Linked DNA regions of Mus musculus: all the other regions are linked to region 4. Evidence: chromatin contacts called from public HiChIP or PLAC-seq and promoter capture Hi-C data. All regions are on one chromosome and are shown on one strand. The core of a region is the stretch at or near the end of the contact, and the rest is flanking DNA. Distances in the headings are between cores, read along the strand shown.

The links. Promoter capture Hi-C pulls out the DNA fragments that hold promoters and counts their contacts. HiChIP or PLAC-seq counts read pairs in DNA pulled down with a chosen protein or histone mark.
Region 1: a promoter capture Hi-C map of liver shows a contact between it and region 4, with 2.8 times the contacts expected there. The contact joins the promoter of P4ha2 here to the promoter of Rad50 in region 4. A contact is called at or near these places in 5 of 39 promoter capture datasets (embryonic stem cells, liver and stem cell-derived epiblast-like cells), 1 of 115 datasets of contacts at active chromatin or transcription factors (trophoblast stem cells) and 1 of 9 other capture datasets (adipose tissue).
Region 2: an HNF4G HiChIP or PLAC-seq map of pancreatic cancer cells shows a contact between it and region 4. The contact joins the promoter of Slc22a4 here to the promoter of Rad50 in region 4. A contact is called at or near these places in 2 of 115 datasets of contacts at active chromatin or transcription factors (bone marrow-derived macrophages and pancreatic cancer cells) and 1 of 9 other capture datasets (adipose tissue).
Region 3: a contact with region 4 is called in an H3K27ac HiChIP or PLAC-seq map of extraembryonic endoderm stem cells. The contact joins the promoter of Hspa4 here to the promoter of Rad50 in region 4. A contact is called at or near these places in 2 of 39 promoter capture datasets (the C10 cell line and liver), 1 of 484 Hi-C or Micro-C datasets (CD8 T cells) and 7 of 115 datasets of contacts at active chromatin or transcription factors (the SCID.adh cell line, acute myeloid leukemia, effector CD8 T cells and 4 more).
Region 5: a contact with region 4 is called in a promoter capture Hi-C map of neural stem cells. The contact joins the promoter of Uqcrq here to the promoter of Rad50 in region 4. A contact is called at or near these places in 7 of 39 promoter capture datasets (3T3-L1-derived adipocytes, the SN4741 cell line, cranial neural crest and 4 more), 7 of 484 Hi-C or Micro-C datasets (B cells, CD4 T cells, embryonic stem cells and 4 more), 18 of 115 datasets of contacts at active chromatin or transcription factors (the 230-238 cell line, the NIH/3T3 cell line, the SCID.adh cell line and 15 more) and 4 of 9 other capture datasets (adipose tissue, liver, macrophages and 1 more).

What each region holds. Positions count from the first base shown.
Region 1 is chr11:54,099,562-54,102,261 of GRCm38.p6, forward strand. P4ha2 (procollagen-proline, 2-oxoglutarate 4-dioxygenase (proline 4-hydroxylase), alpha II polypeptide) reads left to right here and starts at 1,363. Exons shown (of 16, transcript NM_001136076.2): 1 at 1,363-1,479; 2 at 1,959-2,086.
Region 2 is chr11:54,026,607-54,029,456 of GRCm38.p6, forward strand. Slc22a4 (solute carrier family 22 (organic cation transporter), member 4) reads right to left here and starts at 1,498. Exons shown (of 10, transcript NM_019687.4): 1 at 978-1,498. The coding sequence starts at 1,370.
Region 3 is chr11:53,299,143-53,301,934 of GRCm38.p6, forward strand. It overlaps Hspa4 (heat shock protein 4), which reads right to left and starts at 1,337. Exons shown (of 19, transcript NM_008300.3): 1 at 918-1,337. The coding sequence starts at 1,024.
Region 4 is chr11:53,705,965-53,708,765 of GRCm38.p6, forward strand. It overlaps Rad50 (RAD50 double strand break repair protein), which reads right to left and starts at 1,355. Exons shown (of 25, transcript NM_009012.2): 1 at 963-1,355; 2 at 21-104. The coding sequence starts at 1,091.
Region 5 is chr11:53,429,480-53,432,179 of GRCm38.p6, forward strand. It overlaps Uqcrq (ubiquinol-cytochrome c reductase, complex III subunit VII), which reads right to left and starts at 1,352. Exons shown (of 2, transcript NM_025352.3): 1 at 1,057-1,352. The coding sequence starts at 1,210. It also overlaps a transcript of Gdf9 not described here.

The sequences.
Region 1 (2,700 bases), core at 113-2,612, 390 kb after region 4:
GTGGAGTGTGGGGTTGTGTGGGGGTGTGGGGACATCCTCTTGGAGACAGGGGACAAGAAATGGGATGAGGAACTGTTGGCGGTGAGAATGGATGGGGGATAACAACTGGACTGTAAAAAAAAAAAAGATTAAAGATAATTTAAAAAAAAATAAAAAAGAGCATACACCATGTAAGGGTGATTTAACAACGGTAAAGCAATAAACATAATACAGTAACTGTTGGGGGCTGTTGTGGAGCTAGAAGGTCTGAGAGATAGGCCAAGAAGATGGACTTTGCTTGCTTGGTTGGCCAAGGAGAGATGCACAGTGGGTGGTAGAGTGGGGTGAGGGTTATGTTTCCATAGCCATGGATTGAAGGTATTTATAGGCCAATGGGAAAGATCCTGTGGAGAGGGGGAGGAGGAGGAGGAGGAGGAGGAGGAGGAGGAGGAGGAGGAGGAGGAGGAGGAGGAGGACCACTCCGGACAGAGAAGTGGGCGGGCATGGGGAGGATCTGAGGATCTGGGCAAACTGTACTTTCTGTGGCATAGCAGATGCAGAAAGGTTTGTGCATGGTTTCAACTGGGCTCTTGGCTGGTAGCTGCCACAGACACGGACAAGTGGCCAGGTAGTATTTTCTGAGTTGTTTCTGTGTGTCTGTCTTTCCTAGTCTGGGCCGTCTGCCTGGTCCATGCCATTATAGGGAAATCCACACCAAACTCCAGGCACAGTCCCACAGGCCGGGCATCTCCGTTCTGGGCTCTGCTCCCTGATGAGATTCTCAGACTGCTTCCCCTCATTCATGGAGAAGCAAGCTTACAGGGCAGGCGTGGGAACCTGCTCAGCTGCCAGAGCATCCTTCAGTTCAGATCGAGGTCGGTTGCTTCCCTGTCTTCTTGACTGTGTGTGTCTCAGACAGAGCTGGTTGAGGTGTCCAATCTCATTGGCCTGTGTTATAAGCCATAGGTTGGCCCTAGGATGAGATGCTCCAGGCTACGCCAACTTCTCACATTTACAGAAGAGCCGAAGCCTGGCTAGCCTGAGCCCCTCAGAGAAGCAGTTAGGCTTTGGAGATGGGTCATCTGGAGAGATGAGGTGCGCTGACATCTCAGACCCTTGTCTTTTCCCTCCCTCCACTCCCCTCCCAGGATACTCAATTCCCGATCTTAGTGACGCCAGCCTCCTGCAATTTGCCGGTGGTAATGGATGTGGGGGTGGTGGGACCACAGAGGGCTGGAGCAGGCTGGGATGGGGGCGCCGCCCCTGGTGCCGGTCCCACGCGGCGCAAGGAGGTGTGCATCGCATACGTGCAGCGCGTGGCGGCTCGGGCCTTCCCGAAGGCTCCAGTGGCTCGGAGCCAGGCCCGGGCGGGCCCGGGGGGCGGGAGGTGGGGACGTGGCGGAGGCTCAAGCGGGCGGAGACTGTGACGAGGGCGGAGCCGAGAGCGCCGGGGCGACGCCGCGGGAGGTTCTGGAAACGCCGGCTTCTGCGCGTGTTCAGGTGAGCGCGGGTCCGCAGGGTCGTCGCCGGGCTGGGCTCGGGTCCCGGTGGCCGGGCGGTGCGTTCTGCTCTGCGCGGAGCCGGGAGCTGGATCCGGGGTCCCTCAGCCCCGTGCCCCGCGTCCGGCGCCCTGATTCTGCACCCGCCTGGGTTCCTGTCCCGCCCGCGTCCCTTCCCAGGGTTAGGGCGGTGAGGTCAGCGGTGCCCTTCCTGCCGGTACTGTTAGGCCGGGCCGGACAGGACACTTGGCGGGCTCCCGGGAAGGGGCGACCTGACCCCGGGGTCGCCCCCCGATCTAAGGCGGAGGCGCCCGCCTGGCCCCGAAGGCGGCGCTGCTTAGGATGAGGAAGACCCCTGGCTCCCAACCCTGGCAAGGACCAGCTTGGTCGCTGCCAGTTTTATGGGCTCTTAAATCAGAAACTCTCCTCCTATCTGTCAGAAGACATCCTTGTCGAACCTCTGATGTTTTCCCTGAGCAGTTTCAGAGACCGGTGGCGATTGGCTGACTGATTCAACAAATAGAGCATTCTCTGTGCCTGGAGACTTTCAAGGACTGAGGCAGGCAGAAGGGAAGACTCAGAAAGTTCAGGTCCAGAGCATCAGCAAGGTAAGTACTGAGTTAGTGTGGAGTTTGGGCTGTGTGGACTTGGTAGATGTCTGGATGCTTCCGGGCAGGAGACATGGGCTGGGGTGGGAGGCTCCGGTAAACTGGATTGGTCACTTAGGAACCTGGACTGAGGAATCACCCTGAGTGGCCGCAAGCTTGGGCCAGTATCACGTCTGTGGTACAGTAGTGGAATCAAGGTAACGGAAAAGGGCCGCTTTAGGGAATAGCTGTCCAAGGGCCCCACCCACAAGCAGTGAGAGATCTGCATGAGGAAAGTCCACTGAGCCCTTGCAAGGTGAGCATGGGTCTGGGTACTTCTGTCGCAGGATTTTACTGGGAAGTACAGGTGGGTCTTCCTGTCATCTGTATTCTAATGTGTCATTTACTATGCTGAAGGAGATCATTGAATTGCCCCCTACAGCAACTCTGCTGTGCTCTCAACGCGCTAAGGAGTCTCAGTACAAGAGAATCATTGGGGAAAGGCCTCCAGCCAACTCACTCCATCCTTGCGACGTGGCTTCCCTGACTGGGCCACACAGTGGATCCTTACCCTGAAGAATGACACTTTAAGGATTTTGCTTCTTAATGCAGGCCATCTCGTTACTGACACCTTA
Region 2 (2,850 bases), core at 248-2,747, 320 kb after region 4:
GCTGGCATGCCCACAGGCATCAGAGCTCTGCAGGTGGGACCCACACCCTAGCTGTCTACACCCTGGGGCCAGACACATTTTCTGTTGACTGCTCTGTAGTGCTGAGGGAAAGAGATAAGAAATTGAGGCTGTTGTTCCCAGAGATCTCATTGGGAGGAACCTAGTTGGTTTTTTGTTTAACCAGCCTAGGGAAAAAAAAAGACAGACCAGAAGCAGCAATGGTGGGAAGGCAGATTTTCTACCAGCTTGACCAACAGCAGGTAATCAGTTCTGGGTGATGCTCTTGCCAGAAACAGTGCTTGTCTTATCTGTTATGACCTGGTCCTCAGCAAATACGCAGCAGGAAACTAAGAGGGAGTAGTAGGTCCACATTCAGACTCTGGTGACTTGGGGAACCTATTCCCTGATCACTTAGAGGTAAGGCAGTGGGCTCAGCTGGAGCCTTGATCACCAGCTTACACTTCCCTCAGAAGTACGGGTCTTTCCTTGAGTGTCCAAAGGCCAGGTTCTAGTTTTGACTCCTTACATCCAACCAGTGTCAAGGAAGGGGCTGCTGCCTCTTTTTCGAGAAAGTGGGGGCCTCGACATAGAGGCCCTTCTGTCTCAAGACCCTTCCTTGTGTCCATCAACAGACCACTGTAGCCATTCTCTGTAGCAAGGAAATAGCTATGACTATAAATCAAGACAGTCTGGTTTGGCCTGCCCAGGGAAGCACCAGGGCTCTTGGGAAACTCTGTTGTGAAACTCAGAAAGGAAAAGGCAGTTGATGACAACACTCTCTTTTTTTCATCCCCTCCATGCCACACAGAAATTCATCAGCTCTGAGTGTGCGCTGAGAATACACTCACAACCCCACTCTGTGCCTGGAAGTTTTGAGACAGTAGGTGACACTGACCCAGGCACTGTCAGGGGCTGTTGGGGGCACGGATGCAACGGAGTCTCCATTCCCAATGTCCAGCTCCAGCACTACCACCTACCTCTGTCACGATGGTGGACAGGAAGATGTCCTTGTCGTACTCCCAGCCATCCAGGCAGCTCTCCTGCTCCAGCTGCTCCAGATCCACGTCCTGTCCTGGCTCCAGCCCCATCGCAGAGAAGTTGGCGATGGTGGCCAGTCGGTAGCGGCGGCAGCTCTGAGGCACCTGTCGTCCGTCCTTCGTCTCCAAGGGGATGCTGTGGTTGCGCCAGGAGCTGCTCAGGTTCACAGTGTCAGGAACCAGGCAACGGTGCTCGGGGGTCCCCGCCAGGAACACGACTGACATACCATTGAAGCCATTGGGGATGATGCTGGCGCTGAGCAGAAAGAAGATGAGGCGCTGGAAGGGCCCCCACTCGCCCAGGAAGGCGATCACCTCGTCGTAGTCCCGCATGTTTCCACCTCTCCTCCTCAGCTTGCGTGAGGGAGGTGGGTGGAGAGAAAGGATTCAGCGATTGCGGCGCGCTGAGGGGATCTTCCTAGGTGGCTGCGTGCAAACACGCCGTGGGTGCTGCAAAACTCCCAGGGGTTGGCGCGGAGCGCCGGGAAGCCGAGTCCTCTGGACCACACCCCCGTGCGGCTAGGCAGCGAAAGGCCACTGCACTCCACCGATCTGGGCGGAGCTCTCGGGCCGGCTCAGCCTCCTGCTCCGTTCCTTGCACCCAGCGGCCTTCCACGCAGGCCTCCCGCCCGGAATCGGCCGGACAACGCGCGTGCAGCTAGGAGCTCCGGCTTTCTCGGCCCCACGTGGGAGGGAGAGCGACAGGGAGGAGCGTCCCGAAAGCCAGGCCTAGCCCGGAGCAGGAGTTCGTTGCTCCACAATCCCAGCCTGGATTATGAGCAGGCGGACCGGTCAGTTAATCAAGTCTGCGCTCCCAAGAGACCTGTGTGGGGGACAGGAGCGCCACCTCTTCACACACACCAGCGTGGGAACTCACTTATGAACCTTAGCATGGCCGTAGTCCATCACGGGACGGCGGCGGCCCGAGAAGCGTCCTTGGAAAAGCAGGATCCTCACCTTGCAAAGAGGCGACTGTGGACCTGGAGCCAGAAAAGGATGTGCGAGGTCATGCTGAGTCAGAGGCGCGCCCTGGATTAGAAGGGCTGGATCACGGGCCCCTGAGTCGTTCTAGTGTCCTTTCGAAAGATTCCCTGTGGCCTTTATAGAGACACCAGAGGGAAGTCGGCCCACTGAGGGAGCATAGAGGAGTCACCACGCCTGGGCTCGGTGTTTGTCCTTTTGCACTCTCGGGGCACCCGGAGTCCTTTATTGCGGCACGGTGCCAAAGCCTTCTTGGACTGAAAGGCTATTTGCAGAAAGGCCCATTCTAGTCTAGGAACAGAGGGAGGAAGGGACAGAGAGAGGACAAACTGGTGAGATTTGGCCCTCAGAACTGGCAGGGTAACCAAAAGCGGGATTGCCTTTTTTCTCTCTCTGCTCAGTATTCACATCTAAGGTCCTGGGCACAGTGTACAAGCTAGCCCAAGCTAGAGCTGGGCTCCCCTAGCCTGGGATCCACAGGCCTGGAGAGACTGTAAGGCTGAGTAGCCCAACACTTTGCACAAACCGGGTTGTCTCATCAGACTCTGGCAAGGAACTGAAGGAGACTTCTGCTTTTTTCTTTGTTTTTGTTAGTTTCCCCCATGAGTCCTACTGTTAGGCTGACTTCCCACCAGTAACTTACATTTCTTTTCCTGTCATTTAAGCCGCATCTCCTAGTATGCCAGGACACTAGCTTTTTACTTTTGTTCGTTTGAGACAGGGTCTTCGGATGTAGCCCTGGCTGTCCTGGAACTTGCTATGTAGACCTGGCTGGTCTTGACTCACAGAGCTAGCTCTGCCTGTCTCTGCCTCCCAAGTGCTGGGATTAAAG
Region 3 (2,792 bases), core at 87-2,586, 410 kb before region 4:
ATTAAAGGCCTGTGCCACCAGCGCCAGATAAATAAAATTTTAACGCACCTGTAATACCAGATTCTAGCAGACAGAAGCAGAATGAAAATTTTAGGTCATCCTGGGCTAAATGTGGGGGAAAAAATCCTACATATATCTAAAAAGTAGACTCCCTTTTACTCCAGCAAGCTCTGAGTGAGTCTTTTTTTTTTTTTTTTTTTTTTTTGCAGATTTGTCTATACTGGTCCCATAACTTCATGTAAGTTCTAGAAGTCAAACAGAGCCCTTGAGTCATGCATTAACAATTGTGGCAACCTTCCGGCTGGAATTCATTAGCATGAAAAACTAACGCTGTTAAGGAATAGGTGAGCAGCCTGGGTAAGGAATGACCCAACCTAACTCAATATCCAAAAACGAATGAAGGGAGTTAAAACGCTATCAAGAAAAGCATGGACTTTATTCAGGGCCTGCCGTGGGTACTCAGACTCCACATCTTCCGGGCGCCACCCCGCCCCCACTCACGTGGGACTCAGAGCGCTTCCCAGTCCCGAGGCCACAATCTTGCAAGTTAACTTTTATTAAATGCTCGCCGTGGGCCGAGTTTGAACCTCTATTGGATTCGACGAGCTCAGCAAGCCCTGGACCTCGTTTCAGACCGAACCACCCAAACCCTCCCCCCCCCCAAAAAAGGAGGTGAGAGCGGTCGGTCCATCCCACGGTCTCAGGCCCGCCTTCTCTTTCAGTTCCTGCTCCTGCCCTCCGCCGATCAGAGTACCGGCTCAAAGCCTTCGTTTGGCCCGCGCGAAAGGGCCTCGTGCCTGGCGCAGGCCCAGGATCCGAAGCAGGTGGCAGCCGCGGGCGACCCGGCACTCGGCGGGGGTCTCCTGCGGACCCTCGCCCGGAAAGCGAGGCGACCCCGCCAGCCAAGCCCCACTTACGGCGTGCAGCGGTCGCTATACTCGTTAGCGATCGTCTCGATGCCGCCGGCGCGGGCCACAGCGACATAGCAGCTCTGAAAGCCCAGGTCTATGCCCACCACCGACATGGCGCCGGCTACTGCTCCGGCTCGGGCCCAGGGCCGGCCGCCGACACTGCACACGGAACCCGGCGGGGTTGGCGCGTGGAAGAGGGCGAGCCGCGTGGGCCGGTGGAGCGCCGCGGCTGGGCGGGCGAAGCCGGACGACCGTCCGCTAGGAGGCTTGGGGCTTGGAGAAAGACGGGGGCCTCTACCGCTCGGGCCGCGGCTCCGGCTCCACGGCCGCAGAGGAGGCGCCGGTCGCGGAGGCGGAGAAGATCTCGAAGGCTCTCGTTGCAACAGGAGCAAGGTTGCAGCGCGAGAACTGCGCTGAAACGAAACGTTCTCGCGAGACCCCGGCTCAGACGCTTTTCCTCCCAAGGCTCCTCCCGTCTGACGAAGTCTGGCGTCACGTCCTGGCACAGGAACCGTGAAAGGAAGTGGGGGGACGGAAGCGGTCCGACGCGAAGTGGGCCACTGAGCCTGCGCGGAGAAGCCCCCCACAATCCTCCCTGAGCTGCAGGGCGCCTCCCATCCAGAAGTCAGGCGAGCGGGAGTGAGACAGTTCTTCGGGGAGCTGCATTGAACCCACTTCCGCCGTGCTCGTCACCGCGGAGGGACTTCCGGCAGTGACTTTGCAGGCTCTCTGCAGGGTTTTTTTTTTTTTTTTTAAGGCCCCACAGTGAACTCGAGTTAATCCTGCTAAGGGCGCTAAGGGTTTCAGCTCGGCTCTACGTAAAACTCAGTATTAAAACCAAGCGCTAACTAAAAGAATCCGAAGCCACGCTTCCACCTACTTTTAACCACTCACTTCCCGTGATCAGACGAGGGACCTTTCAGTCCTAGGTGTTTTCCCTGAGCTGGACACAAGGGTCCAAATCACATGCTCCGTGGAGTGGGAGGTCTAAGACCAGTGTCACGTTTATGTGAATGCTAACACATTATTATATAGAGTAGGTGGGGAGGGGACAGAATGTCCTGCAGGACAGTCCTCAAGGATGACCTTGAAATTCGGAAGCTCTTTTCTCCTTAGTGCTGGGACCCACTTACAGCCATGCCCCCACCCTGCGTTAAACTAAAGAATCTGAAACTATAGTGACCACTACGTTAGCCAGTTGCGGAAAGCTGGAGGGGAACCAGCTTCAACGCGTTTCTGATTATTACCAACCCAGAGTGCAGGAGGAAGATCCTAAGTTTCCCGGTTTCTGGCTGTTTTGTGGCTGAGGATATAGAGTACAGTGCTAGAACACTTGCAGGCTCAGGGCCTTGGACTGGATCCCCAACACCACAAAACTGAAAGGATTTTTAAATTTCACTTATTTGTCACCTCTTGTTCATAGGTGCCTAACGGTGTCCAACACAGTAAACCGTGCGGGAGAGATGGCTCCACAGTTAATACGTGCTGTGAAACCATACAGACTGGGGTTTGAATCCCAATCTCGATCTGTCATCGAGAACCTAGCAGGACAAAGACAAGAGGTTAACTGGAGGGGCTCCCTGACTAGCAGCCTAGTCCAAAAACTAGAGCTCCAGTTTCAGAGAGAGACCCTGCCTCCAAAAACTACATCAGAGAGCAACAGGGGATATCTGTTCTCCCTCAAGCCTCTGTGCAGCACATGGCCGCCCTCACAGAACATGGCCGCCCTCACAGCACTTCTACACGTGGATGCACGCGCGCACACACACTCTGGATTATCACCATCAGGAGAGAGCAAAGAGTTTCTAGTCAAAGGTAATAAGTGAGGGTTAATAGCCTAAAGCCCCCAGCACCTGAGAAACTCCCTTCGGGTACTTAGGA
Region 4 (2,801 bases), core at 105-2,604:
AACTTTACAGACACCATTACCTTGGGATCATGAACAAATGTATTTCCTTTGGTTCCAGGAGGGAAATCTCCAGTACAAATATACTTTAGACATTCAATGATGGTCTAAAAAAAGAGCAAGTTGTGTGTTATTTAGTGATGAGAACCACAGTAGTTTATGACAAATATTCATTCACAGCCAGGTGTGGAGGTGTGTATCTACAATTCTAGCATTTGGTGGACAAGAAGATCAGGTCAGCCTAAGCTATGTGGGATGCTGTGTCCAAAATAAATAAATTAAATAATAGCAAAAAATATGTATACATGTAGCTAGTGATTATAAGCGCTTTATTATGTCTTCCTTCCAGGAGATCAAGGCTAAGAACAGACCTGGTACAATGTCAAGTAACATTTCCACATAAAAGTCCACCTCCTGACATTCAACATCCAAGTTGGTATTTCTGGCTATCTTGCAACTTATTGTGTAGATCAAACTGGCCTCAAACTCATAGAAATGGGCATGTCTCTGCCAATCTAGGATTAAACGAGTGTGTCACAACGCATTGCCCAAATCTTCAGAAGTAATAAAATAATTTTCCAGCGTTAGGGCTACTCTATCAGCTTCATGTCCACAATAAGTCTTTTTTTTTCCATCGTTATGTTTTACCAGTAGACATGTTTTGCAACTCTAGGTTACCTATCTCTCATATTTAAAAAAAAAGCTTTTTGGAGGGGCTTTTGGGAGGTCCCAGTTGGGCACAGGTAGGTGGCGAGAGTCTGCTACGCTTCCGGAACTAGGGGGCGGGGCTGGGAAGCAGGGGCGCAGCCGGCCTTCCCCGGGAACGAGATGCCAGAGCGGAGCGCACGCGTGGGCTTCCGACACTCCGAGTTGCTGGGCCGGACCGGCTCTGAGGTCCCCGAGGCCCACGCAGCGCGCAGGGCGACGCCCTAAACACCTTCTGGGGCCCTCGCCTCAGGACTTACCGTCTTCCCCGCCCCATTGGGTCCAACCAAAATTGTGAGGGGGCTGAAGAAAGAGATAATCTGCTTATCTTTATCCTCTATCCCAAAACTTCGCACGCCCAGAATGCTCATCTTTTCGATCCGGGACATGTTTGCACCACGTTCCTTTACTCAGTGCCAGGGGCGAGTTTTAACCTCAAGGCGGAAGCTGGGCAAGCCGGGAAGGAACGCCGCGAGAGGACCCAAAAGTTCCGAACACGCGCTGCGAGCAGGAGCTCCGGTGGCGAGAGCACTTCCGGCCCCGCGGGCTTCGGTTTCCCGGGAGGGCGCGGGCCGGTTAGGGTCTGCACAGCCCAGAAAAGCCAAGCGAGCCAGCAACCGTAAGCTCGCACATTCCCGCCTCGCACGACCTGGGGTCACGTGGGGGCGGGCGCGTACTTGTCCACGCCTCTCGCACGCCCGGGGCATGCCGGGAAGTGGGAGTCCTAAGCAACACGAGCAGGACGAGTAGCTGTTGTCTTTTAGAAGTTGGGCAGGGAGGCAGCTGCCACCTATCACTGTTTGCTTTGACGTTTTGAGATCGGGTCTAGCTCTGTAGGCTCGAACTTGCGATTCTCCTGCCTCAGTCTTCCAAGCGTCGCTATTACAGAGCCTCCTAGCCCATCTTAAGTAGCGAAGACCATACTTTACGTCCACATTTGGATCCCTGGACCGCATGGGTAGGCTGGGGTGCAGTCGGAGACCCCAGTTAGTGGTTTGTTAATGACATCTACTGTACGGACAGTACTGTTTAACAGCGTTTTTCACTGTCACTTTTTATTATTATTATTATTTTTTTTTTTTTTTTTGGTTTTTCACTTTATAGTGGCGAGTAGTTTCTCTTGATCACGTGACTGTGGTGCTGCCATTACAATAGACTGCACTCTTGTATATATTTTTCCTTTAGAATAAATCAGTTTTCATTTCTACTAAGCTGTAAATGTTGCTAGTTAATGCTTACATAGGCTTGTGTTGAGATCCTTGCAGAGCTAATGGTTTTGTGAGCTGGAGAGGTGGCTCAGTGGTTAAGAGCACTTGCTCTTGCAGATTGTCGGGGTTCAATTCCCAGCACCCACATGGTGGCCCCAACCATCTGTAATTCCAGTTCCAGGGGATCTAACACCCTCTTCTGACCTCCCTGAGTTCCAGGCATAGACATGCTGTAATACATGCAGGCAATACACAAAGTATATATGTGTGTGTAGGCTTTTTTTAAAGTTTTGCCACTGAACTATTAGTAACATATACAATGCCTCCACCCTCAGCAGTATTTAAAAGTGCAAAAGGAGTTTAAGACCAAAAGTTTGTGGACCCAAAACCAGATGCTGTTCCAAGACAGGGTTCTTATAAGTAGGAAGAAAGTCCGCTCCTGTCAACAAGGTCACAAGGTAGGAATTAGGTAGAAAGGGGCTGGCTATGGAGGCTCAAACCTGTAATTCCTGCACTCAGGTGAGTGACTGAGGCAGGAGGATGCCTTTCACTGTTAAGTGTGGACTAAGAGTGAGACCCTGTCTCATACAAAAATAAAAGGCTGGCCTGGCGTGCCCAGCCCTGATTCATAGATCAACAGCACAACTCTTGGACCTAGGCTCACAGAACATGTCAGAAGAGGGGGTGAAGAGATTGTAAGAACCAGAGGTCCAGGAAACCTGTGAGATTGTGTCTCCTAGAAATGACAGAAAATTTCACACATGATACCATAGCAATATGGCTGCCTAAACAAGACCTGAACAAGGACAGCATCAGTAGACATGCTGACATGGAAAGGGAGCCCATAGAGAACTACAATGGAATTAACTGCTGAGAAGAGAAGAGGTGGTC
Region 5 (2,700 bases), core at 102-2,601, 280 kb before region 4:
CAAACAAGAGATCCACCCACCTCTGTCAGTCCATGTCCTCCTTTCTGACTTTCAACCAATTCTGCCTGTCCTTCTACTGTCCCTAGCTTCAACTGTTTGTTTGGTTTTGGAGAAAGGGTTTCTTTCTCTGTGTAAGCCTGGCTGTCCATGAACTCAGGGATCTGCCTGCCTCTGCCTCCTAAGCACTGGGATTAAAGGCATGCGTGCGTGCTGTGGCTCAGGGCATACCGAGGTGACTAAGGGAGTAAGAGAATGGCAAATCCCTCAGGACTTAAGTCACAGATGATTGTAAGCCACCATATGGGTGCTAGGAATGGAATCTGGATCTTCTGAAAGAGCAGGAAAGATGTTGAACCATCCCCAGCCCTAAGTTTCTGTTGCTGTATTAAGACAAGCTCACAGTATAAGGCCCTTGCTGGTCTAGAACTCCCTCAAAACTACATAGATCCACCTGCTTCTGTCTCAGGATTGCTGGGGATTAAATGTAGACACCATTATGACCAGAAACTACTTTTAATAAGAGGTTCAAAATGGTTATAGTACACAACCATTTTATAAGCAACCAAAACAAAGATATCAGCCCAGGAAGATGTGGCCTTCGCTTTCCTAGTTAACACCAAATTAAAAAAAAAAAAATCACGGAATTTACCTAACATAATCTTCACCATTTTAAAAAGTACTGTTGTGCTGGCGCATGCCTACAATTCCAGCCAACAGTCCCGAGGAGAGGGCAGTAAAATCTCAAGTTTAAGGCCAGCCTGGCTTCTACAGCAAGATCGGGCCTCAACCTCTCCATCAAATTTAAGTGCACCTTCACGGATATTCACAATGCCATGAAACCGACAGCAAAATCGGCCGCACATCTAACACAAGACACTGATTGCATCAGCCTTTCATCACAGATAGTGGCCAGCGATGACCTCAGAGGGAGCCGTTGGAGTCACCCAAGTGACCTTAGGCCAGTCATTTCGATATGATAAGAACTCCTCCACGTCTGCCCCGCGAGGGCGTCGGAAGGAGAGGTGCGCGGCTGTACCCCGCCCGCCCCGCACTCACGCGGCGCCACGCGCAGGATGCGCTCGCGAGTGCGGCGCAGCACGTTGGGGATGCCTTTGCTGAAATAGCTTGGGAAGGCGCGCTGCTCAAAGGGCGACAAGCTGTAGGAGATCACGTGCCGTATCCGCGCCAGGTTCCCAAACTCGCGGCCCATGGTGACGGCGGCCCTGGGACAGAAGATAGACGCGTGGCTCAGTCTCGCGAAAAACCTCCCACGGCCTAACACCGACCCCCAGGATCGGTCACCTCTACCTCCAGAGCTCTGAGCCGGCTTTCGCCCGTCACTTCCGGGAGGAGCGGAAGCCGAGCCTAGAGAACGTGAAGTCATTTCCGGGAACTACCATTTTCTTTCGATCTCAAGGGGGAGACTCAAAAAAAAAATTGTCAGTTGACCTGAGTGGGCGTGGCCTGACCTTCGTGTAGCCGGAAAGGACCAGTACCAAGAGGGCTGGGCGGAGCTTAGAGGCGCTTCTAGCGACACGTGGGTGGGGCTTATAGAGGTGCTTGTGGGCTTACGGTAAGTAGTGAACGCACGGGAGAGGTTGATGTTGCCAAGGGGCGGGGCTTGAAGAGGAATGGTGGCTTGGTGGGAGGGGTGCCAAGCAAGTGGGCGGGGCTTATTAGCCACCCTGGGGATCTTAGGTGGATACGTCCGTAAGGTCCCCCGTCGAGAGGTGCACGGGGCGGGGCCTATAGGTGCATGGGGCGCGGATTAGGGTGATGGGCGTGGCTTAGGAGCACCTGGGTGTTCCAAGAGGCGGTCCTTTCCGCTCAGTACCAGGCCTTTGCATAACAGCCGGCAGCTGCTCAAAAATTAAAAAGAAAAAACAAAAAGACTTGTTCTCCTCGTTCTTCTGCTGTCCCTTACTCTCCACCAGGTATATGTGGTCCTCATAACCAAAAGGGCCTTCACTGACCACAGTACAAAATTAAGGACACGGATCTAGAGCTTTGGTACACACTGCCTAGCAAGCCACTGGCAGGCTGTAGACTTGTCCAAGATGTGACATAAACGTTTCTCCCAGTTCAGCCACGAACGAGTGTGGCAGTTGTCAGACGCACATAGTGGTGATGGGAGCCAAGGAGAAAGTGGTGGGTTTGGGCTGAGTGTGTCATCAAACCCAGACCCCACTCTCTAAGGAACTGTTATGTTTTCTCTAAAGTGCATTCATTCTCCTAGCTAATATTATCCTGTGGGACTCACCGCCCTTTCTCCTCCTCTCAGTGGCTGTAAATGGGTTAACTGGCTGTAAATAATCTGGCAATCAAACTGGGGCAGTTTGGCGGTGAGCTTCAGTTTTGCAAGAGTACTTCAGCCTTATCTATCTGGTGCTGGGCAAACTGATTTTTTTTTTATCCTGTGTCATTAGTGTGTTTTGACTTTCTCCCAAGAGATAGTCTCCTTCCAAGGGGTGCTAGATAGCCTTTCATGGTGCACCTGCACATTCTCCCCCCCACCTCCACCCTGCCCCCATTTTCCTTAAACATTATCTAGCTTGATCTCACCTCCAAGGCCGGGACACAAATACTTTAATCAAGGACTAAAACACTGTCCTGATTTCTGCCATCTGGGTGGTTGGTTAAAGAATAAATACGATGTCTATTTAATTGCATTTGCTGATGTCTCAAGATTTTTCAACCAAA